2 separate regions of the Mus musculus genome follow, and region 2 is linked to region 1. The links are chromatin contacts, called in public HiChIP or PLAC-seq maps. All regions are on one chromosome and are shown on one strand. Each heading gives the region's core, a stretch centred on a gene start, on an enhancer-like site or on the middle of the called end of the contact. The rest is flanking DNA. Distances are from core to core; before and after follow the strand shown.

Region 1 (7,086 bases), core at 2,864-5,363:
ATACACACACATATACATACTCACACATGCATACTCACACCCATGCACACATGTTCTCTGCCCCTAGCAGGACCAAGGTGGGAAGGACTCCTGTGTCTGGCTCCACCCACCATTCTCTGCCTCCTGACCTGGCTTTTCCTCAACTCTCATCTACCTAGAGGATATCTACTTCCCCCAGGGCTGGATCAAAGGCTGCTAACTGGGGAAGCCCTCTTTGATCTCTCTCCCCAGGCAGCTATGGAGTGTCCACTGCTACAGGTTCCCATTCCCCAGGACTCAGCAGAATCCTCAGACCTCCTGACTTGGTAAAACCCAAATGTGGGACCTCAGTGCAAGGGCTCAAGGGCTCCTCTCTATTGTGTGCTTGGAGTTATGATCCCAAGGCAAGAGGCAGATGAAGGATAGGAGTATATGTCTGAGGTCCTGGGGTCCTCACAGCCTCCTTCCACTTACCAGCTGTGGGTCTCAGAATGAGTTCATCAATCGCTCTGACACTCAATACTTAGCTCCAAAAGACAATGCAGAACCTCACAGAATTCACTGTGAGAATCAAATCAGAGTGTGAGTGTGCATGTGTATGAATGTGCATGTGTGTACATGTATGAAGGTGTGTGTTGTGTGAGTGTGTGAATGCGAACGTATGAATATGCATATTGTGAGTATGTGAGTGTACCTGTGTCTATAAATGTGCATGTGAGTGTGAGCATGCATGTGTATGGGTGTGCATGTGTGGGAATGTGTGCATGTGTGAGTATGTACATGTGTATATATGAATGTGCATGTAAGTATGAACATGAGTGTGCAAGTGTGAATGTGCATGAGTATATATGTAAGTTTATGAATGCACATGAGTTTGAACATGCATGGTATGAGTGTGAGTGTGCATATGTGAGCATGTATTGCATATATATAAGTGTACATGTAATGTGAATGTCCATGTGTATAAGTGTGCACATGTGTGAATGTGCATGTGAGTATGTGTGCATACTTACATACTTACACATGGAGTGATGTGTGTAAGTGCTTATTAAACATTATTAATGTGAATTGCTGTTCTGTATCATGAGATACATACTCCCACCCTGGGCTTTGTCATTGTGTAGCCGATACAGCAGCTATGTATGTTTTCCTCCTTGGTTCCCTAAAGGCAGACCATAGATTACATAGTCTTGTGTCCCTCTAAGTTAAATTTATTATCTATCTATTTGTGTGTGTGCACGCATGTGTGTGCACACGCGCACACGGGGACATCCATAGGATTATGCCGCAGCAGGCACATGGAGATCAATGGACAACTTTCAGGAAGGCCAGATGGACAGATGGTCTGTCACAGTTTGGATAGAAGGATGGATGAGTGGGTAGGTGTCCTGAAGGAAGATGACAGACTGGCAGATGGATAAAAGGGTGGATGGTTGGGTGGACAAACTAATGGGTGTGTAGAGGGTGAAGGTGTCAGATAGACAGACAGATGGATGCTTGGTGGCAGATATGCGTGGATTTTTGTGCCGTGCTCAAGTATCAATTCCACATGCCTAGGAGGTGGTTGGTGTAGTAAGTGCTGAGTCCCAAGGAGTGTGGTGGCAGACACCACCCAGAACCTCAGTGAAACTCCCGAGCTGCTATGTGGCTTGAAAGGCCGTCCCAGAGCCCCCACTTCCACTGGTAATGGACAACTGGGTCTCCCGTGATTGGCTGAGAGCATCCTGTCGCCCCCTGCTGGTGGCTATATGAAACAGCATTACCCAATAGTCAACCCACATCCAGGCCTCCCTTCTGGCAGATGGCCCAGAGTGGGGTAATCGACTTTTCTTACTCATGAGCCCTCTCCAAGGCCACCGTGTGACAGCAGAGATGTAGCTGTGGAAAATCAAAACGTTTCAACACCTCCCAGGAAAATCTGAGTTCCTAACCATCAGGCCCTCTCAGAAAGCCCTGACCAGGGGAAGTGGCAGCAGTCGATAGAAAGATACGGGCTCTTGCTTTGAGGCTATCTCTGAATTGTCAAAGCAGTGTCCAGAGTGTTTGTGGAGAGACGGGGTCAAAAAAGGTAAAGAGCTGTGGTTTGGCCAAGCAAGATGTCACTTACCTGTAATCCCAGCATTTGGGAGGTAAAAGCAGGAAGAACGAGAGTACAGGGATAGCCTCAGCTAGAGAGCAAGTTTGAATCTAGCCTGGGCTACATGGAACCCTCTCTAAAAACAAACAAACAAACAAACAAACACCCTGTGGTTTTAAATTGCAGTGCTACCCCACTCATCCTGGAAGCCCTCCCTTCCCTCACCTGTAAGATACTAGAGAATAAATGAGATTATATTCTATAGAGGACGCTCAGCCCAGAGCTGGCCACCTGCAAGCCCACAGCCAATGCTGGTCACACGGATGTATTGTTTACTAAGCCTGCTTCTCTCCCTTCCCATCTCCCACTCAGGCAGAGATGATGGCCCGTAGATTTGATTTCTGCCTTAGAACACAAGCCCCGGGGAGGTATGTCTTATCTCAGCATCTCAGCTATAGCTGGAACACAGCTGGTCTCCTTAGGGGAGTCATAGGAATGAATTTGGGCTCAGTGAAGTCTCAAGGTTTTCTTTGGCCTTAGGGGAACCCACGTATCTATGCATGTTTGATAAAAGTTTGTATACAAGGGAGGGGCAAGCAGCTGGGGCTTCTGCCCTGCTGGTGGCTTCTACATACAGATTCAATCAACCATGAGGGGGAAAGCATGGGGCTGGGGACATGGCTCAGTTGGGTGAAGAATTGACCATGCAAACATGGGGACTTGAACTCAGCAGTGGAAGGGCAGAGGCAGGAGGATGCACGGAGCTCACTGGTCAGCCAGTGTTGCCAAACTAGCTTCCAGTCTTATTGAAAAGACCCTGTCTCAAAACACAACGGGAGTAACTGACAAAGTTACTCAACATTGAACTCTGGCTATAACACACACATGCACACACACACACACACACACAGAGACACACACATACATACATACATACATACACACACACATACATACCAGAGACACACACAGATACATACTCATAACACACACAGACAGACAGACACAGAAAGAGACATACATACATATATACATACATGAACACAAACTCATACATACAAACATCCATACACATAAACACATACATACATACCAACTCATACATACATATACACACATACATGCTAGAGAAACACAAATACATAAACAGACACATACAGGCACACACATACATACCAGACACTAATACATACACACGGACACATACAAACACATACATACCAGACACACACACACACACACAAGCACCCACTGGGTCCATACTGAATGCACATTAAAGTTCTTTTTTGCTATTACTTTTTAAGTACTCCTGAGCACTGAGATTGTATTAGGTGTTCTAGGCCATGTGAGATATGTGGAGACCCATGGGAGGATGTGTGCCCATTCTATACAAACCCCAGACTCCAGCACAGTGATTGAAGCGCCCCAGTTCCAGTGAGGCAGAGAGTGGAGGCGGGGTTATGCACTCCTGGAGGCCACACAGCCCAGCTCTCCAAGAGCTTCCAGCCCTCTCGGGGCCTCCGCACACCCCCTTGAGGTTGCACAGGACCTCTTTCCATTCCGGGCTTGGGGGCGGGGGGAGGGGGGCTCATGCCTGTTTCCACTGTTTTACAGGTGGTAGCCCGGTGGCCTGAAGCTTGACCAGATGGAGTCCTTTCAGCACATGTCCACAGAAGGTGGCATACAGCTTGGCCACCTGTTAGAGATAGAGAAGAGGCCAGCATCAGAGCTCTCTCCGTGAGCTAATCAGACTCAACAGCCCAAGGGGCTAAGAAGGGGTCAGAGTGACTTTGCAGCCGCCAGTCCTTGTCACTAGAGTTCTTTAGCCACACTCTGGGTGAGGAACAAAATGTGAGGAATGGAGACTGCGTCCTGTAAGTCCCCTTTCTTGACCCCAAGCAGCTCACCTTGACCTTGGGATTCCAGCAACCTTTGTCCTTGTCACCTCTGGACTCAGCTAGGTGCCTGGCTTGATTTCCTGCTACAGTGTCTCTGTGGAGGGATCAGAGAGCGTCAAGCCCTTGCGGTTTCATTCTTGAGAAGTCCCAAGAAGCCACGCCCTCCACGCCCCTTCCCAGCCATCCACCCAGCCAGCCCCAAGTGAGCAAGTCCGGAATGATCCTGCTATGGCCAAGCTCTGGTTCAAGTTCCAGCGGTGTTTCCGGTATTTCCGCAGGAAGCCGGTGCGCTTCTTTACCCTGCTGGCAATCTACCTGACCGCTGGGAGCCTCGTCTTCCTGCACTCGGGCTTCGTGGGCCAGCCTGCGGTGCCCCAGAGCCAGGCCAGCCCCGCAGCGGGGAGCCCGGTAGAAGGAGCGGAGCTGCCTTTCCTGGGTGATTTGCACCTGGGCAGAGGTTTCCGGGACACGGTGGAGGCCTCCAGTATTGCACGCAGGTACGGACCCACATTCAAGGGCAAGGACACCAGCGAGAGAGCCAAGCTAGGCGACTACGGAGGAGCCTGGAGCCGAGCCCTCAAGGGAAGGGTTGTCCGGGAGAAAGAGAAGGAAAAGGAGGAGGAGAAAGGTAAGGTCCTGGAGGGATTGAGGGAAAATACAGGCACCAATGTAGAAATAACAGCCACAAAACTGGTCTCGTTGCTCCAGACACACGTGAATGTAGGGACATTGGACTTGTCATCCATAATCAGTGAGTCACACAGCTACTCCTTAATTGGCAAGTTCCATTTGAACCCCACACTTGCCTTGGTTTAGAATCCCACTGCTTGTTAAACACACAGCAACTCCAGAATCAGGGTTCCAGGGCACCGACCGATCGTCCTAGCATCCGTGGTGAGCACTTGACATGTGCAGAATCAGCGCCCCCCACAGTGCTGAACAGAGCCTGCTACCCTTCCTGGTGTAAAGACAGGGAGGCAGCTGGGCAGGCAGTGAATACCGACATCCCTGCCCTGGGGAGGCTGAGCTGGGAGGCGTCGAAGGCTAGCCTGGGCGTTCTTTGAAACTGTTTCAAAGAGAGAAAGAGAAAAAGACACTGGGAGCCTAGGATTAATGGCAGCTACTTAGCAAAGTGAAGCTAAGGCCATGCTAAAGAATTCTTGTCCTGGCGGTGATACTCCAGGCACTAACACTGCCCTGGTGAGGGGAGGAGTCAGAGGCTAGCCTGGGCTAAATAAGGAGACAATATTCCAGGCACTAACACTGCTTTGGGTAAATTTCCATTGCCTTGCATTTTCTCAGTCTTTTATACCCAAAAAGATTCTGATTTCTGGTACATACCACAGGCTAGAACGGGATACAGATGAGCCCATGCCTGTTTAACAGATGTGGATGGCTGGGGTGGGGGGAGGAGTATGTGTGAGTAGCTCAATTAATAGAGCATTTCCCCACCATGCAGGATCCCCAGGGGCTCAGCCCCCAGGCAGGGTAGTGCACACCTGTAACCCTAGCACTACAGAGGTAGAAACAAGTCTCAGAAGTTCAAGGCCATTCTTAGCTACATAGAAAATTGGAGGTCAGACTAGGCTAGGAGACCCCGTCTCACAAACGAGCAAATGGGACTGGACAGATGGTCCAGCAGGTCAGAGATCAGATGCATACTGTTCTTGTAGAGGACTCAGTTCCACTCCCAGCATCCATGTCAGGTGGTATGTACCTACCTGTAACCCCAGCTCCAGGGGGGATCTTATGCCTCTGGCACATAGCCACCAACACACGTACAAATAATTTAAAATCAAGAACCAGATGTGGAAGTGGGGGCTTGAGAGGGAAAGATGCCAGTTCAGGGTTTCACAGCTGTTGTCGATATAACCTGGGGTTTAAGTACCGTCTATCCAGATGCCTGGCTTTCTCTGAAGGTATCCCCTCTCCACTGGCAGCTACCATGTGACCAACAGGCTGGGGAAACCTGCCATAGCCATGGCTCAGGAGATTACAATGAGAGGGTGTGCGGGGAACCTGATGAGGATGGGGGGGGTGAGAGGATTGGTCCCCCAAGCCTTTGTGTGCTCTTCTTCACCCCTGGAAGGCACGGGATTTACAGAAGGACTCATCCTAGAGACAGGGACAAGGGCTCTCGCCCCAGTCGCAGCCTGAACCTGGCACAGAAGCTATCTAGAAGACTCTTACCATCTTCTCCTGTGAGAGAGCCCAGAGCTCACAGAGACAAGAAGACAAAACAGGCTGGGGACTCAGGCCTAGGATTCCAGCCCACCTTAGCCATCTGTGTGACTCGGACAATGGCTTGACCTTCTATACCTCAATTTCCACACCTATCTCACAGTGGCTCCTTTCCACACAGACCTGAGAGCCCGGTGAGGTGTGGATCCGGCAAGGACTTAGCAATGCATCTGAGACAGAACTGGCAGTTAGCAATGCTTGGAAGTACCCCCGGGGTTTTCTCAGGAGGGCAGCCATCTCATAAATGAGAGGCTGGTCTGTTAGAGAAATCACTGCTCTTTCCACCTTAGCCCCTCAGATTCCACCTCTGGCCACTCCAAACAACACCCTGTCCTTTAAAGTCCCCAAAGTCCCTGCTAGCTTGATCCTTAAGTTCTCAGATTCCCTCTTGCACTGCAGCGTCTGTCCCTGCTGTGCACAGAGCGAGTTCCTGCTCTCTTTGCCTCAGGAGCTTAGTCCTTCAGCCTATTGACTCTTCCCCCACATACATCTCTGCACAGCTCCTTTTTTGGAGCCTCTGCCTCCCATAGCCACTTTCCAGAGTGACCTAACCAGTTCCATCTGGTGCATGGGTCACAGCCACACTCCCTGAAGCCATGCACATCACATTCAAAGGCATTTTGCTCGAACAGCTGGGTCTCTGCATGCTGTGCTCCAGCGGGTAGGGGTATTCCAGTCTTTGCCAACTCAACCCGTCAGCACCTGGGACAGCGCCAGGTGCTCGCTCTGGCTGCACCCAACGGATGCCTGAGTGGCAGAGTGGGTAAATGAATGTGTGACTCTCCCTCTGTCAGGGGACCTCCCGATTTCTGCTTTGTCCAGCTCCAGTACTCTGATGCTTCCAAGTCTGATCAGATGCATGTCACAGGTCACACAGTGGATCGTGTGACT
Region 2 (6,863 bases), core at 4,272-6,771, 100 kb after region 1:
TTGGGATCACTGGCCACTGCCAACTGGCTTCTGTCAAGAACATTTCTTTCATCGGCAGCCCCATGGAAACCCACTGCCTCCACCCCGCAGCACCAAAATCTCCACTCTTTCCAATCTTACTTGAGGCCTTCCCTGCAAAATGCCGAGCTACCAAGAGAAACAAATTGTCTGGTTTCCCACTATTGCCTGGAACCAGAAACATCGAGGGGCCCCAGAGTCCGGAAGTATCACCAAGTGGCTGCCATGAACAGGTCCTTGCCCTGCATCCTGGGGCTGGCTTAGGGCTCCCTCTTAGAGGTAGCACAGAAAGATCCACCTGTGGGAAATGTTCTATCAAGCACCTCTGGAATGTCCCTCTGCAGATCAGCACTCTACTATCATGGAGGTTCCTAGTGGGAAGAATGTTGCTTTGCTCTTGCTGACACAGAGTATGTACTAGAAAGTGCTTGTTGAGCTAATGAACAAGAGTCTGTTTCTTTTCTCTCTTTCTTTCTCTCTCTGTTTTTTTGAAACACTGTTTCTCTGTGTAGCCCTGGCTGTCCTAGAACTTACACTGTAGACCAGCCTGGCCTAGAACTCAGAAATCTGCCTGCCTCTGCCTCCCAAGTGCTAGGATTAAAGGCGTGCGCCACCACTGCCTGGCAAGTCTATATTTCAAGTTGCCCCCTTCTTGAGGGTCTGATGGACAGGACCTGGGCCTGACTCGCTCTGGCTTCTCGATCTTCCAGGGTTTCTTCTCTTCACCCCATGAGTCCAGCCCAGTCACAGCCTCAGCCGAGACACCTCCATCTCTGCGTGACCAGTGCCTGGGACAGTCGTGCTGGACACTTGGAACAATGGTCACTTCCCTATGCTGAGTCCTGAGGTAGTCCAGCCAAAAACATCTCCACCCTAGCCACACTTCCACACACACTGGAACGTATGCACACACATCTGTGAGTGCTCCCACATGCAATGGGACCACTGGACACGAATAAGGTTCGTGAGTTCCAGTTTTTGTGAACTGTGTGACCTTGCACAAGAAAGACACCTTGTGCCTCCCTCTCTGAACTCCATCTTCCCCCACTACAAGGCGGTTGTCCTAACCTGGGGCTTTTTAACACAGGGTGTGGGAGGGGAGTGTGGATGTGAAATGGGTCCACTCTTACATAGTGCAGAGTGACATGGTTAACCCTGTCTCTTTTTTTCTGGAAGGGAACAAGAACAGCTACTGCCTGCATCCCAGAAGGATCTGCATTTAGAAGTTGAGAACCTGGGAGTCGCAGTGAGCATAGTGGTCAGTCAGTCATCACTGTGAGAATGACTAAAGACAAGAAGAGGGCCAAGGGGCTGCCATATTTGTGACAGGGACACTTAGCTATCCGTAAAGGTCCCGTCTTCTGACCCAGACACAGCTGTGGCTGGGCAAGAGCTGCCCATGCCAAAATGCCAAATTCCCGAATCCTTTGCAACACATCACACTACAAAGCCCAGAATTCTTTGGCCCACCGAGCTGTATCTCACACGCCAGATGTACAGGGCTTCCCCACCAAGGCCCTTCCCACTTTCCTATCTACCTCTGAGCCCAGGGGTACTCCACCAGAAGGGAGAATAAGACTTCAAGCTGGGTCGCTGGGTCACTGAGTCACTAAGGCATAAGGGACTGGCCACTTAGAAATACCTTCTGTAAGCCAGGAACAGTGCTGGGCACCCGCAACCCCAGGCACATGGGTAGCTGAGGCAGGAGAATTGCTTGAGCCCAGAAGCTTAGAGACAGCTGGGAAATATGGTATAAGACTCACGAAAAAAAAATAAAATAAAATAAAATAAAATAAAATAAAATAAAATAAAAGGCCTCCCTTTTTCATGTTTGGGAAAGTAAGTTCTCTCGGGCCTATTTGTTCCTGAAGCTCACACAGTCTTCAGCAGCTTATACCTCCTACTGCAGGGAACAGCAGGAGAATCAGAATGCCTCTCCTTTGATGGCTCAAGTCCAACAAACACCTTGAACATTCATCTCTTGAGACCTTGGAGTAGGTCTGCAGTTTGCAGCCCACTGTAAAGCTATGGGGACTCTTTGAAGGGAGTCTGGTAAACTGCCCTGCTGTTTCCCGGAGGAGCAGGGGTTTTTTGTTTTTTTGGTTTTAGGTTGCATCTTTCTGTCTGTTTTTTTTTGTTATTGTTTTGTTTTGTTTTTCGTTTTTGTTTTGTTTTGCTTTTTTGGTTTTTTGAGACAGTGTTTTTTTCTGTGTAGCCCTGGCTGTCCTGGAACTCACTCTGTAGACCAGGCTGGCCTCAAACTCAGAAATACGCCTGCCTCTGCCTCCCAAGTGCTAGGATTAAAGGCGTGAACCACCAGGGCCATTTTGTTTTTTTGACAAACAGACTCTGTAGCTTCAAGGAGCTGCAAAGCCCCCACCCAGGGGTAACCTGGTGAGATGGAACATGCTGTGTCCCATAAGGCAGAGTTTCACTTCTCCACGCAGCCTTCTGGCCTCAACTGCTGACACAGGGCATGTGGCTTCACAGAGATCCACCAATACTTGCTTAGGAAGGAAAAAGAAACTCAAGTGTACAGCAAAGCATCAGGAGCCTAGGCAGAGGAAAACAGGAAAACACTTGTGGGCCGTCAGCCGCTCTCGGGTAGGAAGGGCATCGAACCTTCTGAAGAGCCCGTTGGCACAGAGATGGCCTCGGCTCACCTTTTAGACAGCATGATTCATAAACACTGGAACTCTAAGAAATGCTCACGAGGGCTGGGGAGGGGGCTGGGGGTGAGAGAGCTTGCCCATTAAAGGCCGGGGATGAGTGTGTGTGTGCCTGTAACTCCAACATTGAGGGGAGAAGACTTGTATATTTGGGGAGCTTGATGGTCAGACTATGGCAGAAACAGTGAGCTGTTAATTCGGCAAGAGGCCTGGTGTCACAGCAGTGAGGTAGACAGTGACAGAGGAAGATATCCAGGACCCTGCTTCTCTCTGTCTCTCGAGATGGAGAGACAGAGACAGAGATCCCAGCTCAGAGCCTCCCCTGGAATTCTGTCGATGACAGTCACAATGTCACAGGTGTCTGTGGTTCAGGGAAGAAGTCACATTAATAATCTGAAAACCCCATGATAAGGTCTGGGAAGATGGCTCAGTGGGTGAAGCGTTTGCCAAGCCAGCACAAGGACTGGAGTCTGAGCCTCAGCAACCATGTAAAAGCCGGATGTGGCAGTGAACACTTGACCCCAGTGCTGGGGAGGCAGAGGTCTGTTCTCCTATGAACATGCATGCACACACACATACACCTGCACATACATATACTGCACATACACACACTGGACCACTGTCTGCCAAGCATTATTGCCAGGGAGATCCTATCTCACTTCTCCTTTGTAAAAATTCTACTGGGTAGCTCCTGTTCAGAACCCCGTCTCACAGATGTGGAAACTGAGGCACAAACCCAGATCTAGAGCTGCGGGGCCCTATAGAGTCTGTGGTGGTCTGTCTCTAGAACCCTAAAAGGCCTCGGGTTTCTAATCTGCAAACTGGGGGTGTTACTAGAACCCTCATCGTGAGGCATGGTCGAGTCCAGAAAACCACCTCAAGATGTCATTCGTAATCAGGCATCTAAGAGGCAGGACTATAGTCCAGTCTCCCAGCCCATTCTGCAGATGCTAAAACTGGGGCCCAGCTTCTCCATGGACAGCTCTTAGGGAGGGGATGGAGGTCCCCAGGGACATAACACTGAGCTGTGCCTCAGTGAGCCCCAGGTTGCTAGGAGACAGACTAGATGAGTGACAGATTATAAGACCATGTGGAAGCAGCTATATGGGGGTGCGGAGACCTCTCTACTGGGTTGAGGTAGATAGAAGCCTGTATGGGGTTCATCTACTCCTCAAAGAGTTGGGCGAGTCCAGAGCCACTTGTCCTTGGCTCTCAGATGATATCTCGCACATGCCAGACACCCCACAAGTTTAAGCTAAGCCTTTCAGAAGAGAGTCCCGAGCCAGCCCCTTCTGCAGCTTGAGTGAACTGTGAACAGGCACACACACTGGCAGCAGCAAGGTCCTGAGACAAGCCAGCCTTGCCCTTGACAGAAGCCAGAACCACAGATCCCCTTGGAAAGGGGAAGGAGAGAGAGTTAAAGGGAAATCAAGGCTTTCTTAAGACACAGCAAACACAAGACCTCCTCCTCCTCCACTTCCTCACTGTGTGACCTCAGACCTGTGGCCTGTCCTCTCTGAGCCACATCACATAAAGAGTTGCAAGCAGAAGTCAGGAAGATCCATAGGGCTCACTGCCCAGCCAGCTAAGCCTAGTCAGTGAGCTCAGGGTCCCAGCGAGAGACCCTGCCCCATCACATAAAGAGTTGCAAGCAGAAGCATCTCAAGCAGAGGCAGGCAGCCCTAGTGTTAAGAAGGCTTCAAGGCTATTGCACCCCTATGCCATGCCATGTACAGCGTCAGCAGGAAGAAATTGCCATGACCAGACAGCTCACATATCTTTAAAAAAGGGTAGTGAAGAACTGGAGCGATGGCTCGGTGGTTAAGAGTACCAGCTGTTCTTCCAGAAGACCCAGGTTCAATTCCCAGCATTGACATGGTTTCATCAGCATCTGTATGTAACACCAGCTGTAGGGGAAGTTGATCCTCTTTTGTCCGGGACTCACGTGCACTCACATGCACAGACCCACATAGATATTGGCATGCATATATATAATTAAAAATAAAATAATTTTAAAACATGGTTTCTCCATGTAGCCCTGGCTGTCCTGGAACTCACTCTGTAGACCAGGCTGGCCTTGAACTCACAGAGATCCTCCTGCCTCTGCCTCTCTCTGGGTCTATGAGAGACCTTGACAAGGCTTATGATAATCAGAGAGTGACAGAAGAAGACACCCCACGTTCTCCCTCTGCCTGCACATCTGGACATCACACAGAGCATCACACACACACAGTGATATGGGGTCACCTATGGGAATATATCCACGGGACTAATACACAAAGCAAAACTATCCCACAAAGTGTTCATGGCAGCGCTGGTCACTCAGAATACTAAAAAACAAAAAGAGAAGTGGACCTCACAGTAGTTACATGCCCCCAAGGCCAGCCTTTGTCAGCAGCCACTGAACTGTCCTCTCGGGAGCCGGAGAGCCTGACGGGGGTGGTCTGTGGCACGGCACAAGTGGGCTTTGCTCTGAGTCGAGGAAGGATTCATCCTCACGGATGGCCTGCGGTGGCCACGCTGGTTTTCACAAACACCAGCGTCGCTCTTCAGCTCTGATTCTATGCTAGAAACTTTTCCTTTGACACACACCCAAAGAGGAGCTCCAGTCCCTGCCTGCGCGTCCCTTCCCGCCCTCTGCAGGACTCAGAACCAAGTGCTGTACCTTCTCTCCAATATCCCCCTCCGGCTCCTGCGACTTCAGGGTTTGAGAACTCGCGCTCTGGCCTCTTTCTCAGTTGTTCTGGTAGTGGCTGTTTGCTTGGAAGCATTTCTTCCATTCACAGAAGATTTCGTCTGAGCCCCGCGGAGCACAACATCCTAAGAGCCTCCCTCTGTCCTGTGTTCTGTGTGGGGACAGGGACAGAACTCAGCCTGAGAAACAGCTGGAGCGGGGAGGGGCGGGAGGAGCAGGAAACAGCCTGGGGAGGGCGGGGGCGCCAGCTGTGTGGAGTGGGCCCCCCGCCACTCCCCCAGAGGAGGCTTCGCCTGCCAGCCAGGCTGGGCTCCTGGGTGGTAACGGCCCACTAGGAATGACCCGCCCCTTGTCTGGGCGCACAACTGGAGCCGCAAATGGAGCCTTGAAACCAGGCTGCTGGGGAAGTTACTCCTGACCGACCTGAAGACCCACCCGCAGCTGGTTATCTTTGCCCGCAGTAGGGACGGTAGCAAGCCCTATGGCCTCTTGCCTGCTGTTCCCTACTTCTGAGTGCTATTCTTGCCCCTAGTGTGGCCAGATGGCTTCCAGCTCCTTCTCCGTGATGAAGAAACCTCCCCTGACAGACTACTCTGGGTTTCCACATCACAGCAAGCACTGACAGAGGTATCACGCTGTCCTGCCTGCTGCCTGTCTTCCCCAGTCTGTCCCCACCACCTGATATAGTGCCTAGTTTATTGGCACCGACAGCAACAGAATTGTTGAAGTAGCCAAGAACAAGGCAGGGTACTGGGCACTCAGTACACAACCTTCACAGTGCTAGGAACTTGATACTACATCCTCCCTACGGCAGTGGTGGTTGTGGACAGGTATTTTTATTACCCTTGTTTATTGGTAAGGAAATTGGGGCACAGAAAGGTTAAGTTTCTTACCCTATGCTACCCAGCTAGGAGATGGCAGAGCTGGAGCCCAACCAGGCTAGATCCCAGTCCTCAACCTCCAGAAGGAAGACATAACAGTCCTTGGCCTGTGTGATCCATAGCAAGTGCTTTGGTTGAGAGTGTCATGCATCACCATGCCTGCTGCAACGGGGCTGGAAGAGTAGATCACGCATGGCGGATGGAGATGCTGAGGCCGTGGACCAGAATCTGTGCCCAGGCAGCCGGCTCGGGCTCACAGCTAAGACCAAGCTGAGGTCTGTCATGGTTGGAAGCCCTGCTGCCTAAAGCTACTTACAGGTGAGGAGAGGGGAGAGAAAGAAGAAGGAAAGGAAGCAGGGGAAAGGTAATGGAGAAGGGTGAGGAGAGAGAAGAAGGGGGGAAGTAAGGGGGAGGAGAGAGAAGAGGGAGAGGAGGGGAAGGAAAAGGAGGAGAGAGAAGAGGAGGGAGGGGAGGGGAAGAAAGGGGGAGAAGGAGAGGAGAGGAGAGGAGAGGAGAGGAGAGGAGAGGAGAGGAGAGGAGAGGAGAGGAGAGGAGAGGAGAGGAGAGGAGAGGAGAGGAGAGGAGGGGAGAGGAGAGGAG

The links. HiChIP or PLAC-seq counts read pairs in DNA pulled down with a chosen protein or histone mark.
Region 2: a contact with region 1 is called in an Esrrb HiChIP or PLAC-seq map of embryonic stem cells, with 5 times the contacts expected there. The contact joins the promoter of Cmklr1 here to the enhancer-like site in region 1. A contact is called at or near these places in 7 of 39 promoter capture datasets (cranial neural crest, embryonic stem cells, frontonasal cranial neural crest and 2 more), 1 of 15 datasets of contacts at CTCF or cohesin (CD8 T cells), 1 of 484 Hi-C or Micro-C datasets (brown adipocytes), 4 of 115 datasets of contacts at active chromatin or transcription factors (CD8 T cells, bone marrow-derived macrophages, embryonic stem cells and 1 more) and 3 of 9 other capture datasets (adipose tissue, liver and pancreatic islet).

The regions. Positions count from the first base shown.
Region 1 is chr5:113,546,753-113,553,838 of GRCm38.p6, forward strand. It overlaps Wscd2 (WSC domain containing 2), which reads left to right. Exons shown (of 9, transcript NM_177292.3): 2 at 3,671-4,582. The coding sequence starts at 4,183. Among named protein-coding and RNA genes, the nearest start is that of Gm52822, 6.2 kb to the left of the region's middle. Within about 2 kb of position 4,114, at least 10 of the 459 cell types and tissues checked have an H3K27ac peak or open chromatin away from gene starts, as enhancers often do. A contact at or near this core is called in embryonic stem cells, where this site is marked.
Region 2 is chr5:113,644,869-113,651,731 of GRCm38.p6, forward strand. Cmklr1 (chemokine-like receptor 1) reads right to left here and starts at 5,522. Exons shown (of 3, transcript NM_008153.3): 1 at 5,353-5,522. It overlaps Gm52823 (a long non-coding RNA gene), which reads left to right and starts at 5,876. Exons shown (of 3, transcript XR_003955975.1): 1 at 5,876-6,009; 2 at 6,290-6,581. Gm15736 (a long non-coding RNA gene) reads left to right here. Exons shown (of 3, transcript XR_387582.4): 1 at 1-428; 2 at 729-865; 3 at 1,195-1,746.